Regions from separate parts of the Mus musculus genome. Here region 2 is linked to region 1. Evidence: chromatin contacts called from public Hi-C data. All regions are on one chromosome and are shown on one strand. Each heading gives the region's core, a stretch centred on a gene start, on an enhancer-like site or on the middle of the called end of the contact. The rest is flanking DNA. Distances are from core to core; before and after follow the strand shown.

Region 1 (6,934 bases), core at 2,202-4,701:
AGGGCTTGTAGTCCTGCACAAAAATATCATGACCAAGAAGCAAGTTGGGGAGGAAAGGGTTTATTCAGATTACACTTCCACACTGCTGTTCATCACCAGAGGAGATCAGGACTGGAACTCCCACAGGGCAGGAAGCAGGAGCTGATGCAGAGGCCATGGAGGGATGTTACTTACTGGCTTGCTTGCCCTGGCTTGCTCAGCTTGTTTTCTTACAGAACCCAGGACCACCAGCCCAGGGATGGCACCACCCACAATGGGCTGAGCCCTCCCACCCTTGATCACTAATTGAGAAAATGCCTTACGGCTGGATCTCATGGAAGCATTTCCTCAAGGGAGGCTCCTTTCTCTGTGATAACTCCAGCTTGTGTCAAGTTGACACACAAAACCAGCCAGTACTCTACCTGTTACGTATTCCAGAGGGTGGGATTCCTCACCCGTTCCCTGGTTTTGGGACTCCCCTCACCCCAACCACCAAGACCTAATGGTTTCAAGTGTATACCTAAGGAAACGTTTTTCTCCCAACCCTACTTTATTCTCTACCTCTAACATATGTGTGTTTCAGCATCTTGCCAAGTCCAGGCACTTACTCAACATCTACATCCAGGACAGCTCCAGAGAAGCAACCCACAGATGCTCAACCTACTCTCAGAGACACAGATGTTTCTACTGGACCTGCTCCTCCCTACCCACAGATGGTCCCACAGACCCTGGACAGCAAGGAAACAGCCAACTCTTCTAAGACTGGACCAACATCCCCATCTCCATTTTCTTAGGTGTTCCAGAGACACGTCACCCCAAAGTTAGCAGGAAGTAGCAAAAGATCACAATGACCCTATTCCTGCTTCACCATCAACCTCTTCCTAGTTTCTCATTTTTTAACTAAACCAAAATGGAAGAATGTCAGCATTCCTTCTAGGCTCCACCCAACAATTACCTAGCAACAGCTAGGTAGGCCGGGCTTGCTATAAAAAGGGCTGCTTGGCCTTTCTTTGCTCTCTGACTCTCTGACCCTTTCTCTCTCTCTCCCCTTCCCCCCTCCTCCACATGTTCCTCTCTCTCTCCCTCTCCCTCTCCCCCTCCTCCCTCTCTCTCTCTCTCTCTCTCTCTCTCTCTCTCTCTCTCTCTCTCTCTCTCTCCTTCCTTGTCCCTTCTCTTTGTCTACCTCTACTCCCTCCTCAACTCTCCTTCCTATGCTCCCCAAATAAACTCTATTTTATCTAGACCCATCATATGGCTGGTTCCTCGGGAGAGAGATGCCCCCACCACCACACCATACCACACTGTATAAAACATATCCTTGGCTTTATAATATACATCAACAAATATAGCAGACTGCCTTAGGAGTCACTATATTGCTGTTTCATTAATAGAACAAAAGGATTTGGTTTTCCCCTAGGTCCGGTCTATCTAGTCTCAGGTCTCACTAGAGACCCCACTGTGGTCATAAAACAGGTTTTCATATTTCTTGTGTATGTATGACATTAGTCTCAGCATCCAAAACTGATTCTGTCCACCCAAAATGTAGAGGTCTGCTGCCTCTGCAGGGAACATAATATCACACATTGAAAACCAGTGGTTTACCATTGTATGTATAATTCCAATTCTAATGACAATACACTAAGCAATATTAGCAATCTGTTTATGGTTTTTGAAGAACCACAGAAGTCCTATCTGCAATCCACATCGTCCTCTTGTCTACCTAAACAGAATATGCAGTCAGCTGTTGTGGAAAAGGAAAATGATATGTGGTTAGTTGGCCACTCATTCATTTAGGATGTATTTACTGAATGCGGACCGTGAGACAAGAATCATTTGAGTGATGTGAATACAGAACAATACAGACAAAAACAAAATAAAACACCCTGGCCTTGCACATCTTACATGCCAGTGAATAATACAATATAAAGATGTAGTGTTATGAGAAAACTCCAATAAGGTGAGAAAGACCTAAGGCGTAAATAGAGAGTTGTAATTTCTAATAGAACATGATTTTTTTTCATCCTTTCACAACCTTCTGCATGTAAACAATGCATCTTTATCATATGTCCCATAACACCCCCCTATCCACTCCTCCTAGGAGTCTACACACCTCCTCCCCACAAATACCCCCTATCCCCCCCCCCACTTCCTCCAGGAACCGGCAGAGTCTCTCCCACACACCCCACGCCCTCTCAATGTGTGCCTATCCCCCTTCACAACCATTGAGTGCTATAAGTGCTGCCTGCCAGGATGCTGGCTGGTCTTGTTGACTTGATCATGTCCCCGTAACCATAGTTATCATGAGTTCAAAAGTACAATAGCTGTGTGCACCCCTACAGCAGCGTTTCACATCCCTCCTCCCCATCCTCTGGCTCAGACAGACTTTCTGCCCCTTCTTCCTGAGGTTCCATGAGCTTTGGAGAAGTGATTGATGCCCCATTTAGCACTGAGCACTTAGTGTGAGCCACCTGGTGACCAAGCTGGGGAGACATGGGAAGGCTTGTGCTGCAGCGTAGCATGACCTGACCTAACTCATGCAAGTTGTCTGTCAGAGGACACAGGACTGAAGTGACCGGGGACAGCTTAGACAGTAACAGAAGAGTTGAGAAAGACTCCAAATACACATATATTTTGATATTTGGGAAAGAGTCAGATCCCATATGACTGAAAGTGTAAAACTAGGGATTAGGGAGATGGCTCAGTCAATAAAGTGTTTATCTCACAGCATGAAAACCTGAGTCTAGGGGGCTGGAAAGATGGCTCAGTGGTTAAGAGCACTGACTGCTCTTCTGAAGGTCCTGAGTTCAAATCCCAGGAACCACATGGTGGCTCACAATCATCCATAATAGGATCTAATGCTGTCTTCTGGTGCATCTGAAGACAGCTACAGTGTATTTACATATAATAAATAAATAAATCTTAAGAAAGGAAGAAAGAAAGAAAGAAAGAAAGAAAGAAAGAGAGAGAGAGAAAGAAAGAACTTAAGTCTAGATCCCCAGACCTGCATAAAAGTCAAACGCAAGTGTACCCACCTTCAGTCCCAGTGCTGGGGAGGCAAAGGCAGGAGGAGCCCTGGACTTTACTGGCCAGCTTACCTAGCCAAATACTTAAGTCCCAGATTCAGTAAGAGAACCTGCCTCAAAAATTAAAGTGGAAATCGATTGACGATAGCTCTCAGTGTCAACATGTGGCCTAAAGAAAGCGGGCACACACCACAAACACACATCATTTATAGCAGATGTTACCCCTATTACCATGTCAGAGAACTTTTTGTATAAAAAGTAACTTTAGAAGAAATAACTTATCGCTCATAACAGTCTGCAAAAAAATTATCTACCTAGAAAGTCTACAACAGCATAACCTGATGTACATTAACAGTTTAAGATAGAAATAAATAAATGTAGTTAAAGGGATTACACTGTCCTGCAGTAGGAAGTACTACTTTGCAAAATGGACCATTGCTGCCCTCTAGTGGCACAAGAAAAACATGAGCTTAGAAACCAGGATAGCCAATGCCTCAAAGAAATACACGTTTTCAAATGTGGGTTTTCTTTCTACCATGAGTTGCTTTATCACAACTTTTTCTTCTTAAGACATATTATTTTTCTTTTATGTGTATGAGTGTTTTACTTGCATGCATGACTGTGTACCATATGCATGTCTGATGCCCACAGGAGTCAGAAGATGTTATTGGATCTCCTGAAACTGGAGTTGCAGATTGTTGTAAGACACCATATAGGTGTTGGGAACTGAACCTGGGTCTTCTGCAAGAACAGAAAGTGCCCTTAACCGCTGAGCCATCTCTCTAGCACTCCAATTTTCGATAGGTGATATTATGAACAACTGTATAACATGGAAACCAGGCACTGCCCTACCCATTGATTAATGTATGACAATCACTATAGCTATAAAAGCGAGTAGTGAAGTCTGAATGTATGTGTGTGTGTGACTCAGTACTGAAACAAATGCTTGCCACAGGCAAGACCCTGGGTTCAGGTCCCAGCAACATCAAGAAAGAAAAAAAAAAGGAAGACAGACAGACAGACAGTTATTAGCAGTGATATCAACAACCTAAATCTCTCCTGTGTTCATAACAAGCACACACACAGACTCACAGTCACACAAACTGCACACACACATTCTCTCTCTCTCTCTCTCTCTCTCTCTCTCTCTCTCTCTCTCTCTCTCTCCCTTCTTCCCTCCTTCCCTCTCTCCCTCTTTCTCAGTCTACAATCCAGGATCTAGCCTTCAGCTACCGTTCCAGCACCATGTGTGCTGCCCTGCTCTGCATCAGCTCCTGCCTCCCGGTTCCTGCCCTGCTTGAGCTCCGGTCCTAGCTTCTTCCAATGATAAACGGTGCTGCGGAAGTATACACTAAATAAGCCCTTTCTCCGCTGAGTTGCTTTTGGTGATGTAACCCTAACCATGACACCATCCTCCCCTTCCTCTTGTAAAAGGTGCCTCAACATCCCAAAGGCAGCATTCGTGAACCCAAACGGTTTCTGAGAAACGTAGGTGCATTTCCTTCTGTTAGCCTGTTGGATATCCTAGAGAACCCCCTTCCTCCCTCTTGGGCAACCTTTGATCTCTACAGACTGTAAGCAAGGGTGTTCCTGAAGCCACTTATTAAAGCCCTGTTATGGGCTCCCCCCAAAGCAATGGCTGCCTATTCACCCTAGATTTATTCCCTGAAGAGCATGGAGGCTGTCTTACTGAGACAAAGATGGACTTCATCGTGACTCAGTTACCCACCCATGCAGAAAGTTGGAAGACTGTGTCCAGGTGGCAGGTCTTCCGACAGTCACGTCCTGAGTCCACATTTCGGCATGGATCTCAATATTCTACAAACCCAAGCAGCACATACACTGAAGATATAAACTGCACTCATCTGGCCAGGCAGTGATGGCACGTGCCTTAAATTCCAGCATTTGGGAGACATAGGCAGGTGGATTTCTGAGTTCATGGCCAGCCTGATCTATAGCATGAGTTCCAGGACAGCCAGGGCTATACAGAGCAACCCTGTCTCGAAAAAAACAAAAACAAACAAAAACTGCACTCATCTGACACCGTTGTCTGGAGTGGCCATGGCATAAACATGTGTCCAAAATCTATCTACATTGCTAAAAATTGGAGAAATAAAAAATATAGACAGCATCTCTCAATAAAGGTATACACAGATTAGAATTATGCTATGATGATGTGAAAGACATAGACAAATTTGCTATGAAAACTGTTTGGAAGGCATGAGTTCTAACCAAAGAAACCTCTTGCTTCTAAGTAGAGAGGCCGTCCCCAGAGCTGAAGGGGAAGATGCAATGGAGGGAGTGGGACACACCAAGTTTTCCTCTCCTTTGATATTCTTCTGAATTATTTGAATTTTCTACAGGGGAAAAAAACTTGTATTACTTTTACTTCTTATGGAATATGTATATAATACTTAAAATCACTAAACTATGTAAGGTCACAGAAAATTCAGTTTTTAATACAGCTCAACAGTGTGTGAACTAGTGAGAAGACCACTTATGGTAAGAAGAAGAAGAACAGGATGAAGGAGAAGAAGAAGAAGGAGGAGGAGGAGGAGGAGGAGGAGGAGGAAGAACAGGAGGAGGTTGTGGGGAGGAGGAGAAGGAGGAAGAAGAAGAGGAAGAGGAGAAGAAAAGAAGAGGAGGAAGAGGAGGAAAAGAAAAGAAGAGGAGGAAGAGGAGGAAGAGGAGGAGAAGAGGAGGAGGAGGAGAAAAGAAGAGGAGGAGGAAGAGGAGGAGAGGAGGAGAAGAAGAGGAGGAGGAGAAGAAAAGAAGAGGAGGAAGAGGAGGAAAAGAAAAGAAGAGGAGGAAGAGGAGGAGAAGAGGAGGAGGAGAAAAGAAGAGGAGGAGGAGGAGGAAGAACAGGAGGAGGTTGTGAGGAGGAGAAGGAGGAAGAAGAAGAGGAGGAGGAGAAGAAAAGAAGAGGAGGAAGAGGAGGAAAAGAAAAGAAGAGGAGGAAGAGGAGGAGAAGAGGAGGAGGAGAAAAGAAGAGGAGGAGGAAGAGGAGAAGAGGAGGAGAAGAAGAGGAGGAGGAGAAGAAAAGAAGAGAAGGAGGAAGAGGAGGAGGAAAAGAAAAGAAGAGGAGGAAGAGGAGGAGAGGAGGAGAAGAAGAGGAAGAGGAGAAGAGAAGAAGAAGAAGAAGAGGAAGAAGGGGTTTTTGTGTTTTGGTTTGTTTGGTTTGGTTTTTTGTTTTTGTTTTTGTTTTTTGTAGACATGAGGGAGAGACTATGCAGAGGCATCTGGAACAGTGCAGAGCAGAGAAAGATAGTAGTTAACAGAACATGGCCAGCAGACTAGACCTGGCCACGAGAGAAGCAGGAGCAGAAGGGGGAAGAGAGGGCGACAAGAGATGAAGACTAACAGGGTTATAAAGAAAATGAGGAGCTAGCTTGAAGAAGAGAGGCTCATGGTGAGAGAAATTTAGGGTAGGAGAAGAAAAAGGAGCTAAGAAGAATCAGGATGCCAGGGTGGATTCTGAAGTGTGCAGTAGGCACTTGTGATACAAAGGCCTGGAGGCCAGCAGGTGCTTTTGTTTGCTACTAGGCACCACAGGTAGTCATGTATCCCTTCTGCCAGTGATCAGGGAAATGGATCCTTTTAGTAGAAGGGAATCAGCACAACTTCCCAAGGGATGCTGCCTTTAGCCCAACTGTCAGAATTTATGGAAACAAAGTTTCCTTTGGACCTTTGAAAAGAATGTAATTTTAAAAAAAGATTTATTTATTTATTTTGTATGAGACTACACTGTAGCTATACAGATAATTGTGAGACTTCATGTGGTTGTTGGGGAATTGAATTTTTAGGACTTCTACTCACTCTAATCAACCCCGCTCGCTCTGGTCAACTCTACTCACTCAGTCCTTGTTTGTTCCGGCCCAAAGATTTATTTATTACTATACATAAGTACACTGTAGCTGACTTCAGATGCACCA
Region 2 (6,934 bases), core at 1,253-3,752, 410 kb before region 1:
TGTTGAAGAACAACGGTTCTGTCTGCAAATCTTATACCCTATTATTTCCGAGGAAGCTTTCTGAAGTTCAGGGCCTTCTTGGATGTTCCAAGAGCAAATCAAACCCTGGCAACTTAAGACCTGTGGTGAAGCAGGATGGTGGAGGAAAGGTCCCCTAGAGTCCATCACATCATAGATGTGGTGATGATGTCTGTCTCCATGATCCATACCTGTGGACTCAGTAGACTTGGACCAGATAGACAACAAATGGGTATCTTTAGATGATGGGTTTCAGCTTTACTACAGAGCCAGTGCTGGAAAATAAATGTTTGCAGGGCTCCTTATGTAGGACTCCTCTTGGGAGAGGTTCATAGGGTGGTAGGTGGGGCGAGCTGACAAAATCAGGGTCTCTTCTGTGGCTAGCATGACCATGGGACACGAACCATCTATGCAATTCTGGTCTTTTTCTTAAATCTTCTTAGTTTCTTTTGTCCTAAAGTATTGTATGAACCAGGTGGTTAGTATGAATCAGGCCAGTGTGTAGCCACAGAAACCCTCCAGTCTCAGAGGAAGAAAAGTCCAACTGCTTCCATCATGTCAGACCTTGTAAATCAGACACTCCTCGTCTTCACTAAGCACTGGTGGTCTCTAAGGGATCTGGCCAATATGAGAACCAGATGCGGACGGTATCTCTGGTGTCCTCTACCCCTCTTTCAGTGACATTATCCAGGACAACTTGGTCAACGGGACCAAGAGGAGCCCATTTCAAATCTTGGTCTGTCCTTTGCCAGTCATGGGTCCTTGGTAAGATGTCTCTTTCTACTTTATTTTTTTCACTTGTGCTTTAGACAGAATAAATATGCCCACCATGTATGTCTGACTCTGTTGTTGTGTCTGTGTCCTGATAGCAGACTAGGACCCCCTTGTCTTCTCCTTAGCACAGAATACAGAGCAGACCAGCAGCAGATCCTGGCCTTATGAGCTCATTTCTGCTGCTGTCTGTCACTGTGCTGGAATGTCACAGGGCTCTGCTGAGACATAAATGCTGGTCTATGATGAAGAACCACTTTTTCTCTCTCCCCTTTCCTGGGGACATATGTCTGTAGTGAGAACATAGGTCAGAGCAAGGGCAGAGGTTCTTCACTGTCTCCCAGGCCAGCAGGATTCTTGGCAATGCAGGTGGGAGGATCTGTCATCAAGATAACATTCTCCTTGCTACAGGGCACTGGCCAGTAGGGGTAGCAAAAACAGGAACATTGTCCAAGAGTGTGGGTCACTTCTCACTTATTCAGTATTGTGCCTTATAGAGAGTGTGGTCAGGTGACCTGGAGGTTGACCAAACTGCTAATGGGCAAGGGGCTAGACTCCATGAGTTGAGAATCAGCATGGGCACACCCAGCCTCTCCTCTCAAGGACATTGCCCTGGTACCAGTCCTGCTTCTAGATTTCTTTGACTGAGATTCAGAACATCTCCATACTGTAACAGCAAAAATGTCAGTCCTAAAAGAAAACTGGATCAAAGCTGTGGCACCTTTGTTGACTCAGCCTTGACGGTCACAGAAGACCATGGCTGCCACGGTCAGAGGCCCACTGCAGAACACAAGCAGGTCTGCCTGTATCCCCATTTTCATTACTCTAATTCCACTGTGTCCCTAGGGTCAAGCATCTTACCCTTCTTGCTGGTCTCCTTATGTGAAAAAGCACTGAGAAATGGAGGGATGAAGGCCAAGGGATCTGGAACCCTTTGAATAATGTCTGCCTTACTGCTCCCTTCTTGGTATCAACCCATCTTGCCCATTCCCCATTGAGGACAGAGCATCTCTTGACGAAGGATGCTAAGTTCACTTCGTAAGGAGAGTGACTTCTGCAGCCATCCCTAGAACTCACAACCTGTTATATTATTAGAGGAACTGAGCATGTCCCTTTGGGTCCCCAGAAAAGTCCAGAGTTTTTCCTGACTGTCAAGGGACTTTACTGCTGCTTGAGATGAGTATGGGATTCAGGAAAGCCTACCTCCCCAACCCTCTCCATTTGGCCTTACAAATAAAGGAGTCCATCAGTACGAATGGTGATTTAAGGTGATCCTGCTTGGATTCTTGCTATTTTGGAGAGAAACACAGAAACTGTGAGTCCCTGGGTGTCTTTGTTAGGGTTACTCTTGGTGTGATGAAAACCATGACCAAAAAGCAAGTTGGGGAGAAAGGGATTTATTTGGCTAATGCTTCCACATTGTTGTTCATTATTGAGGGAAGTCAAGGAAGGAACTCAAATATGGCAGAATCCTGGAGGCAGGAGCTGATGCAGAAGCCATGGAGGGGTGCTGCTTACTGGCTTGCTTCCCATGGCTTGCTCAGCCTGCTTTCTTATAGAACTCAGGACCACCAGTCCAGAGATGGCACCATTAACTATGAGCTAGGTCCTTCCCCATTGATGACTAATTGAGAAAATGCCTTACAGCCGGATCTCATGGAGACGTTTCCTTAATTGAGGTTCCTTCTTCTCTCAATGACTCTGGCTCGTGTCAAGTTGCCACAAAACCAGCCAGAACAGTGGGCTTCTTGCAACTAGGAAGTAAACACGCATAACGTACTCATCATATGGTGAATGTCTGTGGTGTGATGTCTCAGAGGTAGAACAGTGCGACTTGGGAAGACACAGCTGACACTGAGGTCAGAAAACAGATGCTAGAACAGATGTAGAGTAAGCAGCCAGAGAACGGAATGGGTATTTATTGAGTTCTACCTCTGTCTATGGAGTCTATGACATGCATGCGCTATTTTATTTCATTCTCACAAAGATTAAAAAAGATAGACACTGCCCATCTCAATTCAGAAAGGGAGATACTGAGACAGAGGCTAGCCAACCTGCTCACATTGAGTAGCCAGCGAGTGATGTCTGTCTGTCTGTCTGTCTGTCTGATGCCAGTAGCTCATTCCACAGCATTTTCTCTAACTGGGAGAGGTGCTGAGGAAGAGACAAGAGGTACTTCCCAGAAGGTGTAGCAGGAAAGAAGTTAGTCACATGGAAAGGGCTCCAGTGGGTTTCTTTCCTCGGTGTATATCTTAGTGAATGTTCATGTTTAAGATAGATCATGGCCACTGGCTGCTTAGTGCTCAGGATACAAAGGGATCGGAATAAGAGGTGATCCTACAGAGGAAATATGGACTTGGATAGGTTTGCTTGTGACCAGTGGGAAGCAAGGATAGTCTGTCTTTCTGCAAACTGATGGTTGCCTGCACCGGCGTAGGAGCCACACAACAGTAGTAGATATTTCTTTTTCTTATTCTCAGTATAGAAATTTCCTGGCCAACATGATCCTTTTTATTTGCAGAAAGTTGGATCCAGGGTATCAGGAACAGAAACTGGAGGTAGAAGCGTGACTTATGGAGCTGTCTCTGCTAGTTGGTATTAACCCTGTTTTCTCATCTCGAACATTCTTTCCAGCCCTGGAGTGTGTAGATTTTTCCTAGCATTGCAGAATTTGACTCAATGCTGTTCAATTATTTGCCCTGTTGAAGAAAATCCCTGGTCCCTCCATTTCAAAGTACAAATTTTGTTCCATGAAGAAGCCTAGCAAATACAAGACTGGAGAGCTGCCACACCGCTCAACCTTCTATCTTGGTAAGCGGGTGTAGCCTCGGGTGATGTGCTCTCTCGTGGGGCAGGTCATACTAGATCCCTGGCAGCCTGTGAATCTCTCCTGTAACCATGACTCCTAAGCCACCTTTGTGTGATTTCTGCAGCCAAGTCATCCTACAGGGCAACGCTCAAACATTCTGCCTTCAGTTTGCCCTTTGTCCTAGCCCTCGGAGCCACCGTGGGAACACACCTGATGAATCATGGAACTGAGCCTACTAGGGAGCTGTGGGTAACAGGAGGCCCTAACAGGGACTTAGGGAGTGTCTGGGTACCCAGTGGACTCAGGGTTCAGCCAGGTTGTGGTAGCCCTCCCGGGCTTGGCTCTTCTCACACTGTTCATGACACTGTCTATTTCTCCTCACAGACCCCATTACCTTCTAATGCCCTCATCCGGTCCCAGGGCTGGGCCTTTCTTCCTAGATATTTGGCTTGGAGCTCCATCATTCTTGCTATGAGTTCCTTCTCTATTGCTCACTCTCATCTCAGACAATCTTGCAGGGGTGGAGGTGTGGAGGTGAGAGGAGCCGGGCCATAGCAAACTGTAGATGAGTCACCTCCCCAGGTTGATGTGGGGAGAAAAAGAATGGGTGGATGTGCTAGGAGGAAAAAATGACACTCAAATGAAGAGTACATCTGAATCAAACATTAGTCACTGGACCCAGGGGAGAAAGATGCCCTCTCCAGGAGGGGCTGTGTGTGTATAGGGCTGTGGGTGGGGATTTTGTTATGGAAAACAGACCAGACAGCATTAAGACCTACCACCCAATGTAACCATTTATTAAGTGTAGTTTAAGAGTGAACTGTAGGTCATTTAGATTCACGAATCAACATTCATTACAGATACCTATCAAATGGAGACTCTGTGTTAAATACAAGTAAAGGAGGCTGCACTAGATTTCATGCTCAAAGAAGGAGCCGAGCCTCTGAAACTTCTGTTGAAATATAGTTTTGGTTCCCTGATATCTAAAATGGCTAAGGCCAACCTGAGGTTAGAATGACACTAGTTTATTAATATAGACCTCCAAGACATGTCAACTTACCATCTGGGGACAGTGGGCCATGGCCCTATAGATGGAGGTCACAGTCACTCTAAGAAAGTTGAGATGGTTTAGAGTGAGTCTCTTTCACAGAAATTCATGCTTTTTGTTTTGCAGGACAGAGGTGGTACCTCACCCTCTCTCCCTTCCTTCCAAGAGACTGGGTCCTTCAGTCTAGTGTTGGCCCTCAGTTCCTCCTTCACAGACGCTGCAATGAACTTGATTTAGTAAGTTACCTGGGCATCCTTTTGTTCTCCTGCAGCTGATCATTTCCTCCAACTCTACCATTCTTTTTTCAATCTTTTCTTCTACGTTCTGCTGCCATTGGCTGCTTTCGGTCCTTCACAGCATCCTCTGCAGTCTCCAGGTTGTCTATTGCATCTGGTATTCATCTTGTCCAAATGTCCCTGATTTGTGCCACCAGGAGGAGGTGATGGATTGAATCCCAAGACCCGCTGCAGCTCCTCCTTAGGGGTTTTCACATGGATAAACATGTGGTCCATGCTTTACGAACTCCTTCCTCCTCCCTTGTCACATGACTGGCCTACATTTCCCCATCCGCTGTGTATTGAGCTGGAGCAGATAACTCGAGTTCTGTGCTGAAGGATGTTCAGAAAATGACTAGTCCCTAAGGAACACCAGCTACAGGCAGACAACAGCAAAGCTGAGTTGAGCTGTCAGCATTGGAGATAAAAGTTTTGGATTCTTGAGGAGGGAAGTTGCCCACCGTGAAGTCAAACTTCTGCCTACATCAGGAGGAGATGCACATGTATATGGAAGTATTTGGCTCTATTTATAACTTTAAAAAATATCCCAGATCAAAGCCTGTATTCCATTTGGTCTCTAAGCCCTTTCATAAGTACCTCTTTCCTACTTGGCGCTACCTCGGTTCTCCTGACCTCTCTGTTAGCCCCGAGCATGCCCATTCCTGCCTTCCTGCTCATGCCTGCTGCTTCTCCTGCCCTCTGCCTTCGTTTCCTTTGCTCATCTCGATTTGCAGCTTTTCCAGGAAGACCTCTAGACACTTTTACTCCGCGCTCCTCTCTCTAGCTCAGCAACAGACTGGGTCACTCTTGAGTTGGTTTGAGCTAGTCCTTTCTGGCCTCTAAGGCAAGAAGAGTCCCCTGGGCACAGGTCCTCTGTTCTGGGTATAAAATACAGGCTGAGGATGTGTGGGTAGGTTGCCATCTCAAGCATGCGGACTCTGTTCCTCGGAATGAATCACGTGTGGTGTGTTCTCCAGTAGACAATTTGCTTGTTCAATAAAAGGCTCACTGGGTGTCTGTGTTGGTTAGATCTCTGTTACTGAGAGCAAATTGCCAGAGAGAACAATGTAAAGGGAAGATTGCTTATTTTAGCTCACAGTCCTTTGGATCCAAATGAAGCAGCACATCATGGCAGGAAGCAGAGGTAGAGAATACAGGAAGTAGGTAGGACAAGAAGTAGCCTTCAGGGGGAAACCCCTGCTAAACTTAACCAGAGCCCACCTCCTGCTGTCTACTACCTCCCAATAATACCATCATGTTAGGAGCCCATATGAGTATGTGTAAACCATTCATTATGTCAAAGCCCTTATGATTTAATTGCCATCCCAGAGCTTACCAGCTTGCAGCCAAGTCCCTGATGCGGGAGCCGGTAGGAGAGACTCTATATTCAAGCCATACCAATGCCATTGCTATAGACAACTATACTGACAGCTACAGGAACCCATTAAAATGTGACAGCCCTTTCATAAATGCTGGAATATGGAGCGCCATTGTCTGATTTGCTTCTGTCCTGACTAGTCACAGGGAGATAAGGGACAGTTTCACGTTTCCCTTAAAGCTCTATGGTAACACTGTAACTCCAACACTGAACTCCGAGACTCCATGTGGCTGGAGCCAGACCTCAAGAACAAAGGGCCTGTCATTGTTTTCCTCTTCAGCTTGGAGTCTAACAGTTCACTCTCTTGACCTTGTTACCAGAACAGTGGGCTCACAGGACAGGCTTGATGAGAAGAGAGGACACTTTCCATCATAAATAATTTCCCTGGATCGTTCTCCAGGGGGAGGATATGCAGCAGGCTGAGATAGAGGCCAAGAACATGAGAGGAGCTGTAGAGGAGACCCCCCCTCCCCTTAAAGAGATTTAGAATGTCAACCTCATTAGGGTAAGGTCTATGCTTTTTTTTTTTTTTCTGATCCCAAACATGCTGAACTATAACTGGCATACACTAGGTATGCAGGGCTAGACCGGATAGACACCTTTTGGTAATCTCCTCATATTGTTTGGAAGGTACC

Evidence for each region. Hi-C and Micro-C count contacts between places; a contact is called where the count stands out from the background.
Region 2: a Hi-C map of bone marrow-derived macrophages shows a contact between it and region 1, with 4 times the contacts expected there. The contact joins two enhancer-like sites. A contact is called at or near these places in 13 of 484 Hi-C or Micro-C datasets (B cells, the C2C12 cell line, the HL-1 cell line and 8 more) and 4 of 115 datasets of contacts at active chromatin or transcription factors (CD8 T cells, astrocytes, memory CD8 T cells and 1 more).

The regions. Positions count from the first base shown.
Region 1 is chr8:34,176,593-34,183,526 of GRCm38.p6, reverse strand. No RefSeq gene overlaps it. Among named protein-coding and RNA genes, the nearest start is that of Gm33638, 6.9 kb to the right of the region's middle. Within about 2 kb of position 3,451, at least 2 of the 459 cell types and tissues checked have an H3K27ac peak or open chromatin away from gene starts, as enhancers often do. A contact at or near this core is called in bone marrow-derived macrophages, where this site is marked.
Region 2 is chr8:34,588,424-34,595,357 of GRCm38.p6, reverse strand. B930018H19Rik (RIKEN cDNA B930018H19 gene) reads left to right here. Exons shown (of 5, transcript NR_040706.1): 4 at 3,424-3,600; 5 at 4,773-5,938. Among named protein-coding and RNA genes, the nearest start is that of Gm46068, 6.9 kb to the right of the region's middle. Within about 2 kb of position 2,502, at least 38 of the 459 cell types and tissues checked have an H3K27ac peak or open chromatin away from gene starts, as enhancers often do. A contact at or near this core is called in bone marrow-derived macrophages, where this site is marked.